Linked DNA regions of Mus musculus: regions 1, 2, 3, 4, 6 and 7 are each linked to region 5. The links are chromatin contacts, called in public Hi-C and HiChIP or PLAC-seq maps. All regions are on one chromosome and are shown on one strand. Each heading gives the region's core, a stretch centred on a gene start, on an enhancer-like site or on the middle of the called end of the contact. The rest is flanking DNA. Distances are from core to core; before and after follow the strand shown. Region 1 holds the start of Gosr1 (golgi SNAP receptor complex member 1). Region 2 overlaps Ssh2 (slingshot protein phosphatase 2). Region 3 holds the start of Coro6 (coronin 6). Region 4 overlaps Cpd (carboxypeptidase D). Region 5 holds the start of Nsrp1 (nuclear speckle regulatory protein 1). Region 6 holds the start of Abhd15 (abhydrolase domain containing 15). Region 7 overlaps Ssh2 (slingshot protein phosphatase 2).

What was found. A called contact is a pair of places that touch in the nucleus more often than the background predicts. HiChIP or PLAC-seq counts read pairs in DNA pulled down with a chosen protein or histone mark.
Region 1: a Hi-C map of nephron progenitors shows a contact between it and region 5, with 2.6 times the contacts expected there. The contact joins the promoter of Gosr1 here to the promoter of Nsrp1 in region 5. A contact is called at or near these places in 13 of 39 promoter capture datasets (the 3T3-L1 cell line, 3T3-L1-derived adipocytes, the HPC-7 cell line and 9 more), 5 of 484 Hi-C or Micro-C datasets (the G1E-ER4 cell line, embryonic stem cells, nephron progenitors and 1 more), 6 of 115 datasets of contacts at active chromatin or transcription factors (T-cell acute lymphoblastic leukemia, bone marrow-derived macrophages, embryonic stem cells and 3 more) and 2 of 9 other capture datasets (embryonic stem cells and macrophages).
Region 2: a contact with region 5 is called in an H3K4me3 HiChIP or PLAC-seq map of bone marrow-derived macrophages, with 3 times the contacts expected there. The contact joins the enhancer-like site here to the promoter of Nsrp1 in region 5. A contact is called at or near these places in 5 of 39 promoter capture datasets (the C10 cell line, cranial neural crest, frontonasal cranial neural crest and 1 more), 6 of 115 datasets of contacts at active chromatin or transcription factors (bone marrow-derived macrophages, embryonic stem cells and large pre-B cells) and 1 of 9 other capture datasets (adipose tissue).
Region 3: an H3K4me3 HiChIP or PLAC-seq map of embryonic stem cells shows a contact between it and region 5, with 5 times the contacts expected there. The contact joins the promoter of Coro6 here to the promoter of Nsrp1 in region 5. A contact is called at or near these places in 2 of 39 promoter capture datasets (macrophages and neural stem cells), 1 of 15 datasets of contacts at CTCF or cohesin (large pre-B cells), 1 of 484 Hi-C or Micro-C datasets (bone marrow-derived macrophages), 19 of 115 datasets of contacts at active chromatin or transcription factors (the 230-238 cell line, bone marrow-derived macrophages, embryonic basal ganglia and 11 more) and 2 of 9 other capture datasets (liver and pancreatic islet).
Region 4: a contact with region 5 is called in a Hi-C map of nephron progenitors, with 4 times the contacts expected there. The contact joins the enhancer-like site here to the promoter of Nsrp1 in region 5. A contact is called at or near these places in 7 of 39 promoter capture datasets (the 3T3-L1 cell line, the C10 cell line, cranial neural crest and 4 more), 2 of 15 datasets of contacts at CTCF or cohesin (the NIH/3T3 cell line and large pre-B cells), 19 of 484 Hi-C or Micro-C datasets (the AML12 cell line, the C10 cell line, the G1E-ER4 cell line and 13 more), 6 of 115 datasets of contacts at active chromatin or transcription factors (the NIH/3T3 cell line, T-cell acute lymphoblastic leukemia, bone marrow-derived dendritic cells and 3 more) and 3 of 9 other capture datasets (adipose tissue, macrophages and pancreatic islet).
Region 6: a contact with region 5 is called in an H3K4me3 HiChIP or PLAC-seq map of embryonic basal ganglia, with 5 times the contacts expected there. The contact joins the promoter of Abhd15 here to the promoter of Nsrp1 in region 5. A contact is called at or near these places in 6 of 39 promoter capture datasets (erythroid cells, frontonasal cranial neural crest, hippocampal neurons and 3 more), 1 of 484 Hi-C or Micro-C datasets (embryonic stem cells), 11 of 115 datasets of contacts at active chromatin or transcription factors (the 230-238 cell line, embryonic basal ganglia, embryonic forebrain and 8 more) and 3 of 9 other capture datasets (adipose tissue, liver and pancreatic islet).
Region 7: a contact with region 5 is called in an H3K27ac HiChIP or PLAC-seq map of microglia, with 9 times the contacts expected there. The contact joins the enhancer-like site here to the promoter of Nsrp1 in region 5. A contact is called at or near these places in 2 of 39 promoter capture datasets (hippocampal neurons and neural stem cells), 2 of 484 Hi-C or Micro-C datasets (B cells and bone marrow-derived macrophages), 16 of 115 datasets of contacts at active chromatin or transcription factors (the 230-238 cell line, DN3 thymocytes, bone marrow-derived macrophages and 9 more) and 2 of 9 other capture datasets (adipose tissue and liver).

The regions. Positions count from the first base shown.
Region 1 is chr11:76,762,159-76,764,858 of GRCm38.p6, forward strand. Gosr1 (golgi SNAP receptor complex member 1) reads right to left here and starts at 1,420. Exons shown (of 9, transcript NM_016810.4): 1 at 1,362-1,420. The coding sequence starts at 1,392.
Region 2 is chr11:77,408,833-77,411,597 of GRCm38.p6, forward strand. The region is part of intron 5 of Ssh2 (slingshot protein phosphatase 2); the gene reads left to right. Among named protein-coding and RNA genes, the nearest start is that of Coro6, 54 kb to the right of the region's middle. Within about 2 kb of position 1,264, at least 59 of the 459 cell types and tissues checked have an H3K27ac peak or open chromatin away from gene starts, as enhancers often do. A contact at or near this core is called in adipose tissue and bone marrow-derived macrophages, where this site is marked.
Region 3 is chr11:77,462,659-77,465,358 of GRCm38.p6, forward strand. Coro6 (coronin 6) reads left to right here and starts at 1,253. Exons shown (of 10, transcript NM_139128.2): 1 at 1,253-1,452. The coding sequence starts at 1,255.
Region 4 is chr11:76,797,506-76,800,205 of GRCm38.p6, forward strand. Cpd (carboxypeptidase D) reads right to left here. Exons shown (of 21, transcript NM_007754.2): 11 at 2,284-2,453; 12 at 76-399. Among named protein-coding and RNA genes, the nearest start is that of Gosr1, 35 kb to the left of the region's middle. Within about 2 kb of position 1,431, at least 6 of the 459 cell types and tissues checked have an H3K27ac peak or open chromatin away from gene starts, as enhancers often do. A contact at or near this core is called in nephron progenitors, where this site is marked.
Region 5 is chr11:77,076,989-77,079,688 of GRCm38.p6, forward strand. It overlaps Nsrp1 (nuclear speckle regulatory protein 1), which reads right to left and starts at 1,449. Exons shown (of 7, transcript NM_001012309.2): 1 at 1,391-1,449. The coding sequence starts at 1,410. Mir423 (microRNA 423) reads right to left here and starts at 1,184; the gene lies at 1,076-1,184.
Region 6 is chr11:77,513,661-77,516,367 of GRCm38.p6, forward strand. Abhd15 (abhydrolase domain containing 15) reads left to right here and starts at 1,457. Exons shown (of 2, transcript NM_026185.4): 1 at 1,457-2,392. The coding sequence starts at 1,539. It also overlaps a transcript of Trp53i13 not described here.
Region 7 is chr11:77,445,215-77,448,005 of GRCm38.p6, forward strand. All of the region lies in intron 13 of Ssh2 (slingshot protein phosphatase 2), which reads left to right. Among named protein-coding and RNA genes, the nearest start is that of Coro6, 17 kb to the right of the region's middle. Within about 2 kb of position 1,502, at least 128 of the 459 cell types and tissues checked have an H3K27ac peak or open chromatin away from gene starts, as enhancers often do. A contact at or near this core is called in adipose tissue, bone marrow-derived macrophages, heart atrium and 4 more, where this site is marked.

The sequences.
Region 1 (2,700 bases), core at 170-2,669, 310 kb before region 5:
AGGAAGGAATAATGTAAGAATGTCTCAGGACTAAAGAATATCAAGACACTGTGTCATTATATTTTGCAATCCAAGGCAGGAAGCAGAATTATATGGTGGAGTGTATCTACCCAGAGACCAAATCCCACTCCTAACGTCAGCTCAGCCACCTATTGTCTTTGAGATTTACTGATGATCCAGTTCATTTAAAAACCTCAAGCTTTCAGTTTTTCTATACATGCTTAAAGCATCTGGTACAAAGATATATTGTCAATATATTAATTGCTTTAATTATTACAGTATAGTGTTTCAAAAACCCACAGCCTAATGACTATCAATAATGACTATCATAGCAGCTACTCCTATCTACATAGTTTAAAAAGAAATTCTAGCTACGACAAGTATTTCCAAAGGGCATTTTAAATACACATTTTAAACTATAGGCATGTTTCTCTGTAATTCTATTTATCTATTTAGTCTAATGAAAAGCATAAAGTAGAATGTATTTTGAAAACATGACAGAACATAAAATTCAGTCCCTTAGATCTACTGGCTGATGGTGACAATACCATATTTCCCAGGGGCTTCATGGGACAAAAAGAGGAAATAGGCTTAAAAACTAAATAAGCAAAAGGTTAAATGAAACAAAGTGGGCCATTTCTGATCTCTGTGGATCACTGTGGACTAGGAAGGTTTTGTGTGACCTCACTTGAGTGGACCAGACTTTCAGGAATTAAATAAGCACAACTGAAGGTTTTCCTGGCGGGAGACGAACAGCAAACGTATTCATTAGAACCTTTTTTTGCTATCATTTTTAACAAAACCGATCTTGGAGTCCAGGGAAGAAGGTACAGTTATTTTCAGTATTCTGTCACCCAGTCGTCATTAAAGTCTCAATCTCAAATTGCCAGTTGGGGTCCAGGAGGAGACGACCATCCACTAAAATATCCCTGCAAGGCTGGCGCTGACAAGTCCCTCCTCACTCCTAGTTGTCTGACAGTGACCTCAACTCCAAGGTTCTGACTGCTCGTCTTCCGGGCTCTGGATATTGTTGCTCAACACCCTCCTCCCAAGAGCTCGTCCCCGCAGCCCCATCCGGAGAGCCTCACTACCCCTCACACACTTCCATCTGGAGCCTCAGGCGCCTCTTCCTCTCCATCCCGGCTCCCTCCACTCCCGGACCCAACCCCTTCCCAGGTCCGGCTCACTCCGCCCCAGCTCCTTCCCCAAGTTCCCAGGCCCAGGGCTCCTCTTGGACAACCTCATCCCAAAGTGTGGCTCATTCCGTAGCCTGGCTCTTCCCTCTGCTGCCTCCCTCAAGATCCAGCCTCATTAAGTTCACTCTGCACCCGGTGGAACCCACTCCGAGGCCTTGCCCTCACCTTCCCAGTAATTGCTGGTTCCTGCCGCCATCTTTGTTGCCCAACGTCAGTCGGGACAGGCGAGTAGAGGCCTTGAAGGCCAGAGAGTCACCTCCACGCCTTCTTCCACCCCCGAGCGCCGAGGCTGATGGGATACGCTAGCCTCCTTAGACACTGCCACCTGGTGGACAATTCGTTATTTTACAGCTTTAAGTAGCTCGTTTGAAAGCGTCGTTTAGCTGTTCTGGGTGTTCATACCACATCTTTTCAGTCTTCAGTCTTCAATTTCTTCATCTCGGATTGTTCTTTTCAGCGGGTGACTTAGAGGAGAGACACAATTTCCATTATCTCCCCTTAAATAGGATGTCTTGGGACCGGAGGTGGGGGGGTGGTGGTGGTGGTGTCAAGCTTAATGGGGCAGGTGCCTTGCCTGAATGTAAGAGGGTCTGGGTTCGACCCCCAGCATTCCATAAACAGAACATGGTAGTATATGCCTTTAATCCTAGTACTCAGAATGTGGGGATAAAAAGACCAGAAGTTCAAGGTCATCCTCAGCTACATAGAGAGTTCAAGGCTAGGTGGGGATAAATGTCTCAAGAAGAAAAAGAAAAAGAAAAAGAAAAAGTACCTTCAATCAGCATTTTCCTTTCTCAGAGCCAGTGGTTCTTTTCCTGCCCATCTTCCACTGTCCAGTATGTAAAGTTCCTTCCCTGGTTGACTTCCCTATGTCTACAGCAGAGCATCAGTCCTCTGTCCCTTGCTAACAGCTTCCATGTGCCCACAGCCTGAAGCTCACTGATGTCGTTAGACTAGCTGGCTATCCAGCCCCAGTTTTGGCTTTCCCAGTGCTGGGATTACAGACATATGATGACACGCCTGGCCTTTTCATGTTTGTCCTAGGGATCTGAACTCACATCCTAATGCATGCATGCCAAGCAATTTACTGGCTGAGTATAATATGCATTATAGTAATAAATTGTTATGTGTTGTTTAAGTCCATTGAAAAGCTGGTTGTGGACATAGGGTTGTCACCCCGTGCCCCAGTCACACACATACTTAATACCCAAGCATATTTCTTGTAAATTGTCCCAGAGACCCCCTGGCTGGGGATGGGCTACCTGGCTGGCTCTGTGAGAAAGCAATAGTGTAGCAAAATGGCCCAAAGAGTAAAAAATACCAGGTCCGGGAGGACAGAAGGAGAGTATCTGAGTTAACACACCGTGTCCTTGATCACAGCTGATCATTCCCTCTGACCTTCCTGACATAAAGATGCCCACGGTGGGAATGGTTCATTGGACATCTTACCTAAGAGAAGCCGTTCTTCCTGGAACCCTTTTTGTGGGTCAGAGAGAGGCTCCAA
Region 2 (2,765 bases), core at 14-2,513, 330 kb after region 5:
CTCCAACAAGACCACATCTACTCCAACAAGGGCACACATCCTAATTCTCCTCAAGTAGTGACACAAGTATCGTCATCTCAGAAGCCTGAGAGTGTCATACTCATCCAAACCACCACATGTACATGTTTATGAAAATGGTTAACATAGATGTATGAAGGTATCACAGTGAAGCCCATTATCTACAGTGAATACATGGTAATGAAATTTTTAAGTTAAAAAACAATTCATGACAACCTGAGGAGATGGCTCAGGGTAAAGTGTTTGCTATGTAAGATCAAGTACCTGAGTTCAGTTCCTAGCGTTGGTGGAAAATCTAGGTACAGCAGTGTGAGCCTATAATCCCAGGGGTAAGGAAGTGGAGACACGCCAGGCAGTGGTGGTGCACGCCTTTAATCCCAGCACTTGGGAGGCAGAGGCAGGCAGATTTCTGAGTTCGAGGCCACCCTGGTCTACAGAGTGAGTTCCAGGACACCCAGGGCTGTACAGAGAAACCCTGTCTCAAAAAAAAAAAAACAAAAAACAAAAAAAACAAACAACAAACAACAACAACAACAACAAATGAAGTGGAGCCAGGGTAATCCCTGGACTTTCTGTGAGCAGCCAAGGAGCTCGCCTAGCCAAATCTGTGAGAACCTGTCTCTAAGGTGACGAGCAATTGAGAAAGACACCCAAGATGACCTCTGGCCTCCAAATGTACCCCATAAAAATATGAACACATGTACACACACATAGACACAAAAATCAAGGCATAAAACTAGGAAATAAGTTTTGACCATGATCTTCAGAGGCAGTGACACTTGGTAAAAATCTTTGACTATTTCTAATTTACTCTTATTCTTTACTTTTCTCTTATTGTTGGGTACTAATGATAAAATTAAGCAAATGGAAACATAGCTCTGGGGTAATGTTTTTTTCTCCTGCCAATCTAGTCTTTCCATCAGTAATGCTCTACTTTGATAATCCAAGGGCTCACGCCTTTCTTGGTAATATACCACTGGTCTTGGGTTCAAAACTCACATGTACCTTGCTTCCTGTAATTAAAGATATCTCAGACCGACTCCAGATCATTGTGGTTATTATTGGAAGGAGCTGGGTCTATATCCTTAAGGCATTAGGGTTTTCTGTTGTATTTCCCTACTGTTTCTGAAGAACCTTTGAGAAGCCTGTGGAATGTGGCTGCTAAGCAGATCTTTACACTCTGAGATAATAAGCCTCAGGAAATCCTGCCAGATGTCTCAAACCATGACTTCCTGGTTTAGGACTAAAATGGAATTGTGCAATAGCGAGGGGCGTGGCCCAGGCCTAGGGAAATTTATACACACTCGTACACACATGCACATGCACGCACAAAGCCCTGGGTTTGGAGGAAGGGGTATAGATGACAATGATTGTCCTTCCGATTTGGAGTTGGGGGCAGGGAAATCCTAGTATCTCTAGAAAGTATCTTCCAAAATCTTGGTTTACTCTAGTTTGTACATAGAAGTAGTCTTGCTTTGCTCTGTGTTACTGCAATAAAACACTGACCAAAATGAACTTGGTGAGATAGCTAAGTGGGTATGTGAGCCTGCTGTCAACCCCAACAACCTGGGTTCAGTTCCCCAGCACCCACATAGTGGAACAAACCAACTCAAGTTGTCTTCTTCTAGCCTCCAGCATGCTACCCCATGTACACAAAATAAAATTAAAAATTTTTTTCAAGTTTGGGAGGAAAGAGTTCAGCTCACAGGTTATAGACCAACATCATGGGGAGCCAGGGCAGGAACCTCGAGTCAGGGATTAAAGCGGAGGATGCTGACGGGCTTGCTCCCAGGCTCACATGTATAAATAAGGTAGTTCTTATACAGCTCAGGCCCACTTGCCTAGGGATGGCACTGCCCACCATAAGCTGCCTCCTCCATCAATTAGCAATCAAAAGAAAATGCCCCATAGACAAGCTGACAGGCCGTCCAATCAAGAGCATCGTCCTTTAGTTGAGCTTCCTTGCCCTTTTCCCAGGAATGACAAGTTAGGAGGGGAAAAGACAAAAGTCAGCTTGGGAAATGTGTTGTGAACATGTATACCAGTTACAGCATTTAATTATATGCTCTGACTTTACAGAGGCTTGGCAACCACTTTTAGGAAGCTTTCTCTTGCAGTAGCTTCTAGTGTTTTTCATAAGTAACAGCCCTTTTAGTAAGGAAATACTCATTTTTTGAGAATGGTGGCATGCTCCAGTAATCCCATCATTCCAGAGGCAGAGGCAGGAGAATTGCCAAGAAGGTGAGGCCAGCCTGGTCTACGTAGTAAGTTCAGGACATCCAGTCTTATATATAAGACTATCTCAAGGACGAGGAAGTAGGGAAAATACCTACCTTTCCACATTCAATGGAAGTTTCTAACCTCTGGTTTGGATTTTTACCTATGTGGACCTATATTGTCAAGTATTTTTGCCATTTGACACCTGGCTATTTAAATAAGTAAAGACTAAAATGATATGTAAAAAAAATAAATTCTCATCATAACTAGTCAAATTTCATTTACTTTCTTAGTCATGTGTGATTAACAGCTCCCCTGTAGAACAGTATGGTACAGTTAAACAGAATTGCTGTGGCTGTATTTCCTTTGTTCAGTTCCCCTTGACTCCTCAGTTGGAAACCCTGTAGAACAGGAACTTTTGGTGCATGGAAACTGCTGAGGCTTCCCCCTGAGGCTGGAGGCAGTAACTCTGACTCTCACTCTGGAGTGTTAGCCATCAGATACCAGGGCAGACACTTTCCATGGGTAAC
Region 3 (2,700 bases), core at 3-2,502, 390 kb after region 5:
CGGACGCACGGACGCCGCCTCCTCGGCCCTTCGCATACCCCGGCCCGCTCCGCAGAGGAGTCGCAGCGTGAGCACCCCCGCCCGGCTTAGGACCAGGTACCCCCCTCCCTGCCTCCGCCACCGCAGCCAACGGCGCGGGCGGGGTCTCTGGAGGGGGCAGAGGTCTGCGCCCCCCCCCCCCCCCGCCGCTAAATTCAGTTCGTCAGGGCGGACTTGGTGTCTATATTTGGCCGGACAGCGGCTGGCGAGGAGACACCTAGTCTCACAGGAACGCACTGCCGGGGCAGGAGGCTGGAGGAGGGGGCGAGTAGGCCGGCCTTCAGGCCTGGGGCTACAGAAGTGGTTTGAAGGGCACAAGGATGCCCGGGCAGGGGAGGGGCAGGAAGCAGTTGGCCTTTGGGAGAACCTGCTGTGTCCCCTTGGGAAAAGTAGCAAGCATTGCTAAGCTCCTAGCTCCAGAAGCCGAAGTCGTAGAACCAGAAAGAGGACCTCACCTCCTCCCTGGTTGCACATCTGGTCCTTGCAGGTGGGGTCGAGGGCCCCCACCCTCAAGAGAACGGACTAGCCAGCCCAGGCATCGCACCCAAGAGGCTGGACCAAAGTATGATATTTGTGTCAGATGACCATAGCCAGGACTCCCCCACCCCACCCCATCCGGAGAAATCAGTGCATGGGGAAATAGACAGAAGGAAGATCGCCCTACTCCCACATACCCCACACCACCGGAGGAATCTTTTAAAAAGAGTAGGAAGCAGGGCTAACAAAAGGACCTCTTCTCTTGGCCAAGCTGTAGAAAAAGACACACCGGCTTGAACTCAGCGATGTGAATATGGGATCTTGAGGGCTGCAGTCCTACCTAGCCTTGAGCTACGGTCCACTGACTAAAAGAGAAGGTGTTGGGTGGGGAGCCTTTCAGAGAGACAAACACTTGCAAAGAGGTCTCATACATGACTAGCAGCATGAGGGGACCCCCTGATATTCCTCCTCAAAACATTAGGTCTTGGAGGAAGTTTCAGCCCTGTGTCAGCCTCTGCTATCCCGGCTAGCCTGTGTGTCTAAGAAGCGGTGAGATTCCCCATCCTTGTCCCTCATATTAAACAACATGAGACAGATGTCAAAAACCAGCCTCCAACTTTGGTCACTTTGAAGATCCTGGCCAGATAATCCTACTCACTCACTCCTCCCTTCCACAGCTCGCAGGATTAAGGACCAACGTGCCTCTAGACTCTGATACTCCCTATCTTTGCCCCAGCCATGAGCCGGCGTGTTGTTCGGCAGAGCAAGTTCCGCCACGTGTTTGGTCAGGCAGCAAAGGCTGACCAGGCCTATGAGGACATCCGGGTATCCAAGGTCACATGGGACAGCGCCTTCTGTGCCGTCAACCCCAAATTTCTAGCCATTATTGTGGAGGCTGGAGGTGGAGGTGCCTTCATTGTCCTGCCTCTGGCCAAGGTGAGGGGTGAGGGGAAGAAAGCAATTGGGAGGGCACTGGCTAGGGTCTCTGGGATATATCCCACACTAGCCTTTTCTCACTGAAGTCCAGGCCTCCAGAAGGGCAGTCTGTGTGGACTGGGTACTCTGTCTTTGCCAAACCCACAAAGAATGGTGGAGAACAGCAACATCAGCGTGACCTGTGCGCCCGATCTCTAGGCCACAGAGCACTGTGTTCCTAGCAGAAACCAAGATGGGTGTTAGTGATGGAGATGGTTGGGATACAGCAGACCAAGGTCCAGTCAGACTCTAACCTTATCTTTACCTAGTGTCAGAGAAAGGCAGAGTCAGAGAGATGGAGAGAGACACACAGACACACACAGAAACAGAGAGAGACAGAGATACAGAGAGAGAGAGAGAGAGAGAGAGAGAGAGAGAGAGAGAGAGAGAGAGAGAGAGAGGTGTTCAGACTCTGATCCTGGGAGTGGGATGAAACTAAAAAGAGAAGTTACAATAGTCAGAGCCTTCCCTCCCCTGCACATGAGGGAAAGGGCCAGGCACTGACTGCCACCTTTGCAGACACGTAGCCATCTGTACCCCAGGAGAGATACCCCAAAGCATAACCTTGACCTAGATACTGAGCCCTATACCTTGCTAAAGAAGACCTCACAAGTGGTGGGGTCAGGACAGGCCTGACAATAGCCTATGACTCACGCTGGACAATGCAGACACCATCCAGAGACAGCATCCCAAGGGCTCACATTTCAGCCCGAGCCACCTCCTCCCCCAGTGTGACTGCCATGTCAATGGCATTTAGTCACCCTCTCTCCCAGACTATGTGCTTTGGGCCAATGCCAACCCCTGCAGAGTCTTCAGAGCTCCCACAACTTACTCATGAAGACAAAAAGAAAGACGAGTGCCAGCCCCTGGTAAGGGACACTCAGCACCAAGACTGCGTGCTGCCTATGACTCCAAGGTGAAACCAAGGGAGAGGTCTGCCCCAGGGGCTAAGCCACTGCCGTCAGAGTCACTCACTCAGACCTCTCTCTCCAGGGGCTTGCCAAAGGTCCTCCAACTTGGGGGACAGGTTCAAGCACATCCTCCTCACAGGGCATGTGGGTTCACGCCCATGAGCCCAGCACTGGGAAGACCGAGGCAAGATCAGCCTAGGCTAATCAACATAATGAGACCTTAACTTGAGTCTGGGTTCCGTGTCCTGCTGTGGGTACTTTGTTAGGTCAGCCTGTCTCTCTGAATCAGACTTCCTAA
Region 4 (2,700 bases), core at 181-2,680, 280 kb before region 5:
CATAAGAACTATTGCAATGGGGCAAAGCAGGAATGAACCCGCTTAAACAGAGGAAGAAAACCAGGGTCATCTTACGTGGTAAGGTTTGTAATGTGCGGGTAGTTCATTACAAGTCCTCTCAGGAACTCGGATAAGTCTTTGTATGAATGGTATCGATACAGAGCCAGGTCTGAGGACGAGCTTAACATGAAGCCTTCCAAGCCATTCTCAGCCGAAAGGTGTTTGATTAATGCTTCAAACTCCTTAGAAGTTGGGTCGCTGGTGTCGTCAGTGCTGGTGCTATGCCCCCTGCCTTTCTTTGACTCATTGTTTGCATCTGCTGAAGATCGAACAAGGGTGAAGTTGACCTGAACAGCACCTTCACTCCTGACGGTCACGTTCTTGGTGACAGGGTTATACCTATAACAAAGCATACAGGTCAGATGCACACTTTCTCAGTATTCCAGCACTGGGAAATAGAGGACTGCAGAGAAGGAATAAGCTCAAGAAATAAATTTATGTAGTTTCTAAAAAAAAAAAATAATAATCAACTTGGAGTCAATTTATTATTTAAAAAAATAACAAAGAAAAAACATAGGTAAATATATAATATGAATAAGTTTCTAAGATTTAAATTAGGATTTCATGCTGGGCATGGTGGTACACAACTTTAATCCCAGCAGAGGAAGGCAGCTCTCTGTGTTTGAGACTAGCCTGGTTGTCATAGTGAGTTCCAGGACAGCTGGGAATATGTAGAGAGACCCAAAAACAAACAAACAAACAAACAGTATTTCAGGGGCTGGAGAGATGGCTCAGTGGTTAAGAACACTCACTGGCTGCTCTTCCAGAGGACCTGGGTTCAAATCCCAAGACCTACATTGTGGCTCGAAACTTAACTCCAGACCTATGGATCAAACATCCTCTTCTGGCCACTGTGGGTAACAGGCATGCACAGACATGTGTAAGCATAATATTCATGTACTTAAAATAAAAAGTAAAATATAATTTTAAATGCAAGTTTGAGCTTATTGCAGATAACCAGAGGTTCCTGGGGTGTGACTCCACTGCCAGCATTTGTGGAATGTGACAGGAGAGCCTGAGGTAGGACATTCTCTACCTGACCTGATTTTTGCCTGCTTCTCAGACACCCTAATGGATCTAGTTTCTCTAATTATTCTGCAAAAGTAAAAGAAAACAATAACCTTGTAACGCAATAGTGTGGGCTTCAGAGCCTATTTACAAGCTACCAGCTACTTAAAAGCTCTCTATTCTTGGTGAAAAGAAAGGTACTAACAACTCTAAGTTCTTGTACTTAGCTTTCCTCCAATGAATGTTCAAACTAACTTCACAAATCCTCTGGCTATAAAGGAGAAGAGAGTATCTGTGGTAGGCTCTACTCTTGCTAAATCATGAACAAAGAAAACCAGCTGAGTGTGGTGATGTGCCTGTAACCTTAGCACTCCAGAGGGAGAGGCGGGAGGATCAGAAATAGAGGCCAAACTGGATGTCATCAGCTCCTGCCTCAAAACAGCAACAAAAGAAACAAAACCAACAACAAAAGAGAAGTTTCAGTTTAAATAGGTGTTTCCAATTCTATACCAGTTGTAAAGGACTATAAAGACAACCAGATTGTTTTAGTTTTCTAAAGAAGGAAGGAAGGAAGGAAGGAAGGAAGGAAGGAAGGAAGGAAGGAAGGAAGGAAGGAAGGCAGGCAGGCAGGAAGAAAGGCCATAGGTTCATTTTCTTCTTTTTAATAAATAAATCTAGTTCAGCATGCACTTGAGAGGACCAAGAGTTTTGGGGTCAGCCTGGGCTACATAAGACCCTGTCTCACAGAATGACAGACAGACAGAAGAAAATGGTCTTACTCAGAGCCTGCAAGCAGCAGAAATTTTCATGAAAACAATGATGTAAATATATCACATAAAAACAAGCACATGAGAGCTTGGCAAAGCTATAAACTATAGACCGGTGTTCTCTGTGGGACAGCAGCATGACCTTGCTCAGCGGAACACGAGTATTTATCTTTTCCCCCTCACTTCTTCCAGCAAGCATGTGCCAGAATTACTACTAACAGCGAGGAAAGTCACGAAGGCAGATGATCAGAGTGGAGGAAGGCAAAGAAATGGCTTCAGAGGCCTATGACAGTGCAATGCCATAGGCAGCAGGTACTCACTGGTGAAACTAGCTCTTACCGTCCCTGCATTAAACTCTGCTTTGCTTAGCAGGCTCTGAGGGACTTTCTGGAAGTAAACTTCTAGAGGAAGCTCATGTTCGTCTTACTCCCAAGCTTTCATCACTTACCCTCGGGCAGATGCTGTGATTTTGTATGTCCCTGGGACCAAGAGGCGCCAGTAATCTCCAGCTTTGTAAGTGGTCACTGGGTGATTAATTTCAGCAACACTGAGGGTGGCATTTAATATGCCCCTACCATCTGTGGCATCAAGGACAAATCCTTTGACACCCTGATGAACCTGTATAAAGGACAAGAATACCAGATTTTAAGGGGAAAAGCCCATCTAATTACTTTGGGAGCTCGTATCCAAACTAAGAGATTGCTAATAATGTAAACAAAGGAGCTACCAGAACTTCAGTGTTCCCAGCAAAGCTGGATGTAAATGATCATTAAAAATGTATTTGCTTCTAAATGCCTCTGAAAGCAGAGGCCATGTGAAAAACATAATAAGACTTTAAATTTTAGGATGTTAGGTCTACTTCAGA
Region 5 (2,700 bases), core at 199-2,698:
AAATGAAGACTACAGCAATGTTTTAGATAGTGAAGTGACAGGAATCCTAAACAGGCTAGTGGTTTTTGCAAACTTGCTAAAAACCAAAATGTTCTAAACTGTCCTCTGATTTTTTTCCCACACAGTAGCTAAGATCTTGAAAAATTGACTAAGAAACCCACGTAGAGATTCGGGCAAGTCCCCATTCACTTATTTGGCTCAATTGCTTTTGTCTGCGAGCAAGTCACCATGGGGGCAAGTTCCCATCCGTCCACTGGGCTCGTTTGCTTTGCTTCAGCGCCTCTGAAAACCATCACCACATTTTTTTTGTAACTAGATATTTTCTTTATTTACATTTCAAATGCTATCCCAAAAGTTCCCTATACCCCCCCCCCCGCCCACCCACTCCCACTTCTTGGCCCTGGTGTTCCCCTGTACTGGGGCATATAAAGTTTGCACAACCAATGGGCCTCTCTTCCCAATGATGGCCGACTAGGCTATCTTCTGCTACATATGCAGCTAGAGACACGAGCTCCAGTGGGGTACTGGTTAGTTCATATTGTTGTTCCACCTATAGGGTTGCAGACCCCTTCAGCTCCTTGGGTACTTTCTCTAGCGCCTCCATTGGGGGCCCTGTGGTCCATCCTATAGGTGACTGTGAGCATCCACTTCTGTATTTGCCAGGCACTGGCATAGCCTCACTCAAGACAGCTATATCAGGGTCCTTTCAGCAAAATCTTGCTGGCACATGCAATAGTGCCTGGGTTTGGCCATCACCAGATTTAATACGTTTCGTTTCTCGAGGTTTTGGCTTTAAAATGCAAAGGCCACGGGACATGCTTGGCACTGCAAGGTTTACACGCCCAAGAATAAATTTCCAGGCAGGTAAACCGTATCTGTGTCTTTCCCGGCAGCGAAGACCAGTTTCCTATATGCCTACTCTTTTCTGTGGCTTCTCAGCACCACACTCGTAACCCCAGGAGGGAGGGCGGGAGGCTGGTCTTGCCTGAGCATCTGCCAGGGAGAACGAGGCCCTCAAAGGCAACCAGGAGTTTCTCTTCTCGGTGCCCCTGAGCGCATCCAACCGGGAGAAACTCAAGCGCGGGGTAGGAAGCAAGACTGAGGGGCCTCAGACCGAGCTTTTGGAAAATAGAAAAGTCTCGCTCTCTGCCCCTCAGCCTAACTTCCTTTATTTCCTCACAAGTTTCTCAAACTTCGGGCTTGCAACCTGGAAAAATGTACCGGACGGGGGGTGGGGAACCTAAGTGGCTCGGAATTCCTCGCCTTCTCCCGCCTTTAACCGGGGCGGGGGTGGCCCTGCACTTCCGGCGACCTCAGACGCCTCGGCCTAAAGACTCAGTCTCCCTGGCTTCTTACTCCCCAGCCGGACCCTAACTTCCCCATCACTCACTGCCTGCCCGGGATCGCCATCTTGTTCCCGTCTCCGCTGGACCTGGTCGACGCGGACGTGACGAGACGCTGACGCCGACGTGTATACGCGCACTTCCGGTTCCGGTACTCGCTTAGCCGCTGAGCCTACCGCTGTGTCTTGCTTAGGATGCGGCTCGGCTCAGAGTCTTAAAGTCAGGGCGGGGAGGCGATGACCAAGTTCTAGTCCAGAGAGAGGCTCGTGGACCGCGCTCCGGGGACGAGCCTCGTCACTGGAGATAGTGTTAGAGTCACGTCCAACCGCGACGCCTGCTGAATCCGGACCGAGTCGGAGTGGGCCCCAATTATCTGAATTTAATGAGTTTCAAAACGGCTCCCTACACATCTATTGCTTTGTTTTGCTGCTCAGTGTAGCTGGCTCTGAGTGACTAAAAAAACCGAAAAGCCATAGAACCTCAATGTGAACTGATTATTTTATTTAAATAAAGCCTTTCTATATAATATAACCCTGACTGTCCTAGAACTCAAGATCTTGCTGCCTCAGCTTTCGGAATGCTGGAAATGCAGGCACCCTCGCCGAGAACTGATATTAGCAGTGCAGTTGTTTGAGACCATCTTGCTCTATAGTCCAGAATATCCTTTTGCCTCAGCCTTCTAAATGACAGTAACTCATCACAAGTGTGCCACCCCATTTTAAAAGACAAAACCTGGCTACATTTCATCTGTGCATCCACCATTTAGAACTAGTGTTGGCAGCCAGGGCTATACAGAGAAACCCTGTCTCGAAAAACCAAAAAAATAAAAATAAAAATTTTTTTTAAAAAGCCGGGCGTGGTGGCGCATGCCTTTAATCCCAGCACTTGGGAGGCAGAGGCAGGCAGATTTCTGAGTTCGAGGCCAGCCTGGTCTAAAAATGAGTTCCAGGATAGCCAGGGCTACACAGAAAAACCCTGTCTCAAAAAACAAAAACAACAACAAAAAAATTAGAACTAGTGTTGGTGTCTGGGAATTACCGTACAAACCACTCAGACACCAATCTCAGTCTAATAGAGATTAAATATCACACCCCAAGACTGAAAAATCAGGTCCACAGACCAAACTCAGGAGCTGACTGTGGCATTGAGTTAAGATCCTATAGGGCTTTTAAGCCTAAAATCCACAAACATCTGTGCCAAGTTACTCCACCAATCAGGATTTAGAGTTAGGCAATTTCATCAGAAGCATTTTTTTTTTTTGTACACTTATCCTGTTCTCATTAGTTGAGGTATTCAACTGTGGCAGAGGACTTGCCTAACATTCATGTCTTAACTTGCCAACCAGGACATCAGTTAT
Region 6 (2,707 bases), core at 207-2,706, 440 kb after region 5:
GAGATCCTTAAGGACCGGGTGACCCAGGTGGAGACTTGTGTGCTCTTTTGGCAAACCCGCTCAACACGGAATTATGAAATCCTAGCTGTCCCAGAGAGAAGGTCCCGGCTCTAGCGCTTCACCTTCACGTTGCTCCAGTCCTGCTCTCGCTAATAATAAGAACTGAGCCCCGAGCTGTTTTGGGAGGGTCTTAGGCCCAGAAGCCTTAAGAAGCCAGAGCTTTCTTGATTCCCGCTCTCCTTTGCCCAAGGAAACACTGGTCCGAGGAGCTACAGTGCTCAGCTCGGCCTCCCTTGCAAGGGAGCGCTGCAAAGGAAATCCAGCTAAGGATTGACGCCCAATCAAAAGTTTGAAACAGGCCTGCGAGATGGCTCAGTGGGAAACGGTGCTGGCCGCCAGCCTGACGACCAGAGTTTAATCTGTGGACCTAAGTGATTGAAGGAGGGACCTGATTCCCACAGATTGTCCTCTGACCTAGACACACACACATACACACACCCCTAAACAAATCTTTTTAGGTTTGAAATACATCAAAAAATAGTTATTTCAGGCCTCTCCCATGTGCCCGGACTTATTTCACCCACCCCTGCAGAAATGACCAGATGTTGATCTGACCTAAAGAACCACACTTCTCTCTACCAAAGCCCCACCGCGGGGCTAAGCATCCCTTAATCCTCTCCCTCAACATATTCGGCCAGACTCGAGCCTCTTTCCTTTCCTACAGTCCTTCTTGATAAGTAGTGGAGACGCCTAACTCTTGGAAAGCGTCCTTGGGGGTGGGCTGGGAAGGCCACAAGTGTCTACCGGCTAGTGCCCGGATGCCCTCCAGAGAAACGACAGCCACCTCCCTCAAACTCGTGGTCAGGGTCAGATGCTTCAGTCTGCCTCTGGCCAGGTGCAGAGTCCCAGCCCTACTGAGTTATCGCCCAGTTGCTGGTCCTGGCTGGGCGGCAGGGCCAGGCGAAGGAGAGAGAGATAACACGTCTCTAGCTGCAAAGGCAGCAGCGAGTGGGGAAAGTGAAGCCAGCGAGGGATCAGCGCTTTGCTCCCTTCTTGCTTTTTTGCTACTCCTCAATAGCGGATCCTGAGGGTGCAGTGACCCAGGGTCTCCCCTGGAGCCAGACTTCATTGAGGGCAAGGGTAGAAGCAGGCACCTCCCGTTCACCCAGGCCTCCAGCCTCACCCCCTCCCCAATCCTTTCCTAGCACTCCTTGTTCCGCTCTCTCTGGTTGGCCCTCAGGTCCTCGCTCCCGCTTTGTGGCCCGGCTCTCTTTCACCCTCTGCTCCAGCTTGTCGCAATCGCTGTACAAAGGGCTGGGGGCGGGAGTGGGGGGGCGGGCGAGGGGAGCTCGACCCGAACTGGCTGTCTCCTCCTGACCACGACCAATCCGGAGCGCGCGCGCCCTCCTGCTTGGGAGGACTCTTGACAGCCACGGGCGGCCGGGCGGAGCCGCGCGGACAGAACGAGGAGCCCGACGAGAGGACAGCTCCGCTCCCCGCAGCCCAGTGCCTCCCTCCGGGGACTGTCCTGCCAGGCCATGCCTCCGTGGGCGGCCGCTCTAGCGCTGCTACTGGCGGCGCTCGCCTTGCTCCTCCTGCGACCCTGGAAGCGCGCTGTCGGAGCGCGAACCTCAGTCCGGGACCACGAGGAGCAGGAGGTGGCGAGCGGAGGCCCCGCGGATCAGTTCAGCGACCGGCGCGAAGCGCTCCCCGGAGGCTGCAGCCTCATTTGCAAGCCGTCGGCGCTGGCCCAGTGCCTGCTGCGCGCTCTGCGACGCTCGGCGGCGCTGGAACCCAGCCCCCGCTCCTGGCTGTCGGGACCCCACCTGCAAACCTTCTGCCACTTCATCCTGCCAGTCGGGCCCGGGCCTGAGCTAGCCCGTGAGTACCTGCAGCTGGCAGATGATGGGCTGGTGGCTCTGGATTGGGTCATAGGACCTTGTGCCAGGGGCCGCCGGGTCACCAACCCTGGGAGCCTCCCTCCAGTGCTGTTGGTAATCCCCAATGCATGGGGACGCCTCACTCGCAATGTACTGGGGCTCTGCCTGCTCGCCCTGGAGCGCGGCTACTACCCGGTCATCTTCCATCGCCGCGGCCACCACGGTTGCCCGCTAGTCAGCCCCAGACTACAGCCTTTCGGGGACCCGTCCGACCTCAAGGAGGCGGTGACTTACATTCGCTTCCGACACCCGGCGGCCCCCCTGTTCGCGGTGAGCGAGGGTTCAGGGTCCGCGCTGCTGCTGTCCTACTTGGGGGAGTGTGGCTCCTCCAGCTATGTGACTGGCGCCGCCTGCATCTCGCCAGTGCTACGCTGTCGCGAGTGGTTCGAGGCTGGCTTGCCTTGGCCCTATGAACGTGGGTTCTTGCTGCACCAGAAAATCTCTCTCAGCAGGTGGGTAACGGGAACAGAAGTCTACAGCTCTGCCTGGTATGGGAACAGAGCTTTGTGGGTAGGTTGGGGCAAAGTTCTCACGAGGTTTCCAAAGCTGTTCAAACCCTATAATTGACATAGAGCCAGGAAAGTGGGTTTCAAAGCCATATTAGCCCCAGGGCCTCCGTTAGGGCCCCATCAGTTCATCTCAGTCGCAGGTGTCCTAGCAACCGGTGGTCAGCAGAGGCCTGCACCTGGCATTTACCACTTAGTCCATAGCTAGATAGGTCAACAAACAGGGCTCTGGAAGCAATTGCGGCCGATTATCTGTCCAGA
Region 7 (2,791 bases), core at 252-2,751, 370 kb after region 5:
CTGAAAAGCAATCTAGTGTTCCCAGCAAACCAGTGATGCACACATGCCCCATGACCCATATATTACACTCTATTGCATGACACCTCTGAGAGACTGAAGTCTTAGCAGCTACAAGAATGTCCCTGGCAATGTTTATAGTAGCTAAGACTATTTGTCAACCATATGGACAAACTAATTGTGAAACATTTATTTCACTTTATGAAAATAAATTTACATACAGTGATGGAGCTTGAAAACATTTTAGCCAAAATAATGTTTTATGGTCGGGTGTGGTGGGCATGCCCCTAATCTCAGCAGAGAGAGGCAGGCAGATCTCAGTAAATTCAAGGCCAGCTTGCTCTTCATATAGTGAGTTGCATGATAGCCTGGGCTGTGTAGTAAGATTCGATCTTAAAATTAGTTAATTTTTAAAACCACCTGCAATAACATTTTAAGGGAGAGGAAGGGACAGATGATCAGCACAGAGCTCAGGAGGGAGGAGGTTACAGGTCAGCAGGGAGCACGTGAAGGTTGTGGTGCTGTAGCAGTGATGGTGGTCGCTGGACTGTGTTAGTGTGCCTACCACTCTGCCTCAGGCCAGTCTTTGGATTAGATTTTCTTTCTCTTACTCTCTCTCTTTTTTTAATATTTTTATTAGGTATTTTCCTCATTTACATTTCCAATGCTATTTCTTACTCTCTTATAAGTAGGTGTCAATTGTATTCCCAAGGCTCAAAGGAGTATTTTCTGATGATCATCAACCCCCAAGAAGAGAAGGAAGTCCCTGCTGAGCAGCAGGCTGTGATGTTAGCTCGCTCCTCACTAGCACAGCTCCCATCTGTATCCCCTCGTGACTGATACAGCACTTCAGTGTACTAGGTTTATTCCTTGTATGTATGAGTGTCTGCCTATGTTCATGTTTATGCACCACATGCATGATTGGTACCCATGGAGGTCAGAAGAGGGCATGATTCTCTGGATGTTATAGATGGTTGTGAATCACCATGTGGGTGCTAAGAATTGAAGCTAACTCCCCTGCAAGAGCAATCATTCTTAACCACGGAGCTATCTCCCCAGCCCTGACTGATAAGCAATTCGCCAGCATTTAAAAAAACAAAAACAAAAACAAAAAACTATACTTTGGGGAATTGTTGAGATTATGGAAACTTCTCATTTGTTTGTTGGCTAATTATCAGCTGCTGTTTTATATCTGACATACTTTGTCAGATGGCTGAGAACAGCTACCCTCCAAGCTGTCTCCTCAGCCATCATCACAGGACTTCTCTTATGGTGCTGAATGAGAAGACCCATTTGCACAACCCCACAATGAGTGACAGTGTGGAAATCAGAAAGCACAGGTGGTATTTAGGCCTGGAAACAAAGGCCTCCAGAACTAAGAAAAGAACCTCACACAGGAAGCAAACTGGCCTTGGTTGGTAATAATACAGTTTAGTCCATGCTTTCTCAAAGCAGTCAGCTTGCCTCTCCCTTACTTGAGATGTGTGATATGTGTTATGTTGTCTCCTCCTAGGGGTGGCTAGAGGTCATGCAGCTTGAAAAGGGTAAAGCTCTACTGTACACCCAGCCAGCTGATTATAGCTTGTCTTCATAAACAGATTTGACCTGTTCTCTCTGACGGAAAGCACCCTCTGCTGTGAAGGCCTGAGTCGAGCGCCCCACCCAAGCAGCAGACGGCAGAGGGAGCTGAGAGCAGGTGTAGAGCTGAGAAGAAACAGGGTCACATCAGTGTAGGCACATGACTCAGCAGAACCCTCGTGTGGCCCCAAGCCACGGGCAAGTTGTTTGAAACTGAGTTTCCCCTTCCACCCAGAAGTTAGGTAACTCTTTGTCTGCTATTAAATCATGGGGACTGTCAAGCACCATATTTAGGATCTAATCCCTGGGCAGGTGATCCTGACCAACGGTACAGGCAGCTGAGATATTTTGGCTGGGGCTTTGATAATTGTGTTTCCTTTATAAGCATGTAGTTTGAAGTAAACTTGTCCCCATCTCAGACTGCACTTCATGAAATAACCAAAGAATGACTATGTAGTGATCTCTGGGGTTGATAAAGAGCCCTCTTTGGACCACATTTTCCTAAGTGTTGTCTCAAGTTCTAAGATCTTTTGGGAAAGGCTTGTCCTCTATACTCATCCTCTTCATTCTATAACAGCATATTCAATCCACATTTACTAGGCCTCCTTTATTTTCTAACTTAATGATCACCTTAGCCAGACATGGTGGTACACGCCTTTAATCCCAGCGCTCAGGAGGCAGAGGCAGGTGGAGCTCTGTGAATTCAAGACTAGCCAGTTCTACATAGTGAGCTCCAGGTCAGCAAAGGCCACATAGATCCTGTTTCAAACACATACAAAAGACTGATCACGGGGGAGCTGGATAGAAGGCTCAACAACCCACTTTGGTATCCAGCACCCATACTGGGGTAGCTTCTAGAGATCTGACTCCTCTTCTGACCTCTATGGTCATCCTCACAAATAAAAATAAGAAGGATCCTGATCACCATTCCCCCACATCTGCCCAGCAACAAAAGCTAATACATAAGCTCTTATTCCAATAATAAACCTCCAAAAGATTATTGCTTTTTGAGTAACTTATATGTTCTTTAGGTTGGGGGGTTGTTTTGTTTTATTTCTGGTTAAATTGTTAAACATTTTTTTAAAGATTTTAGATATTTTAATTTTTTAAAAAACTGTGTAAATTTTGATTGTATTCCTTCCCCTCCCCCAACTCCCAAATCTTCTTCCACCTTCCTACCTTTCTTTCCCTCTTTAAAAAAAAAAAAAAAAGATGG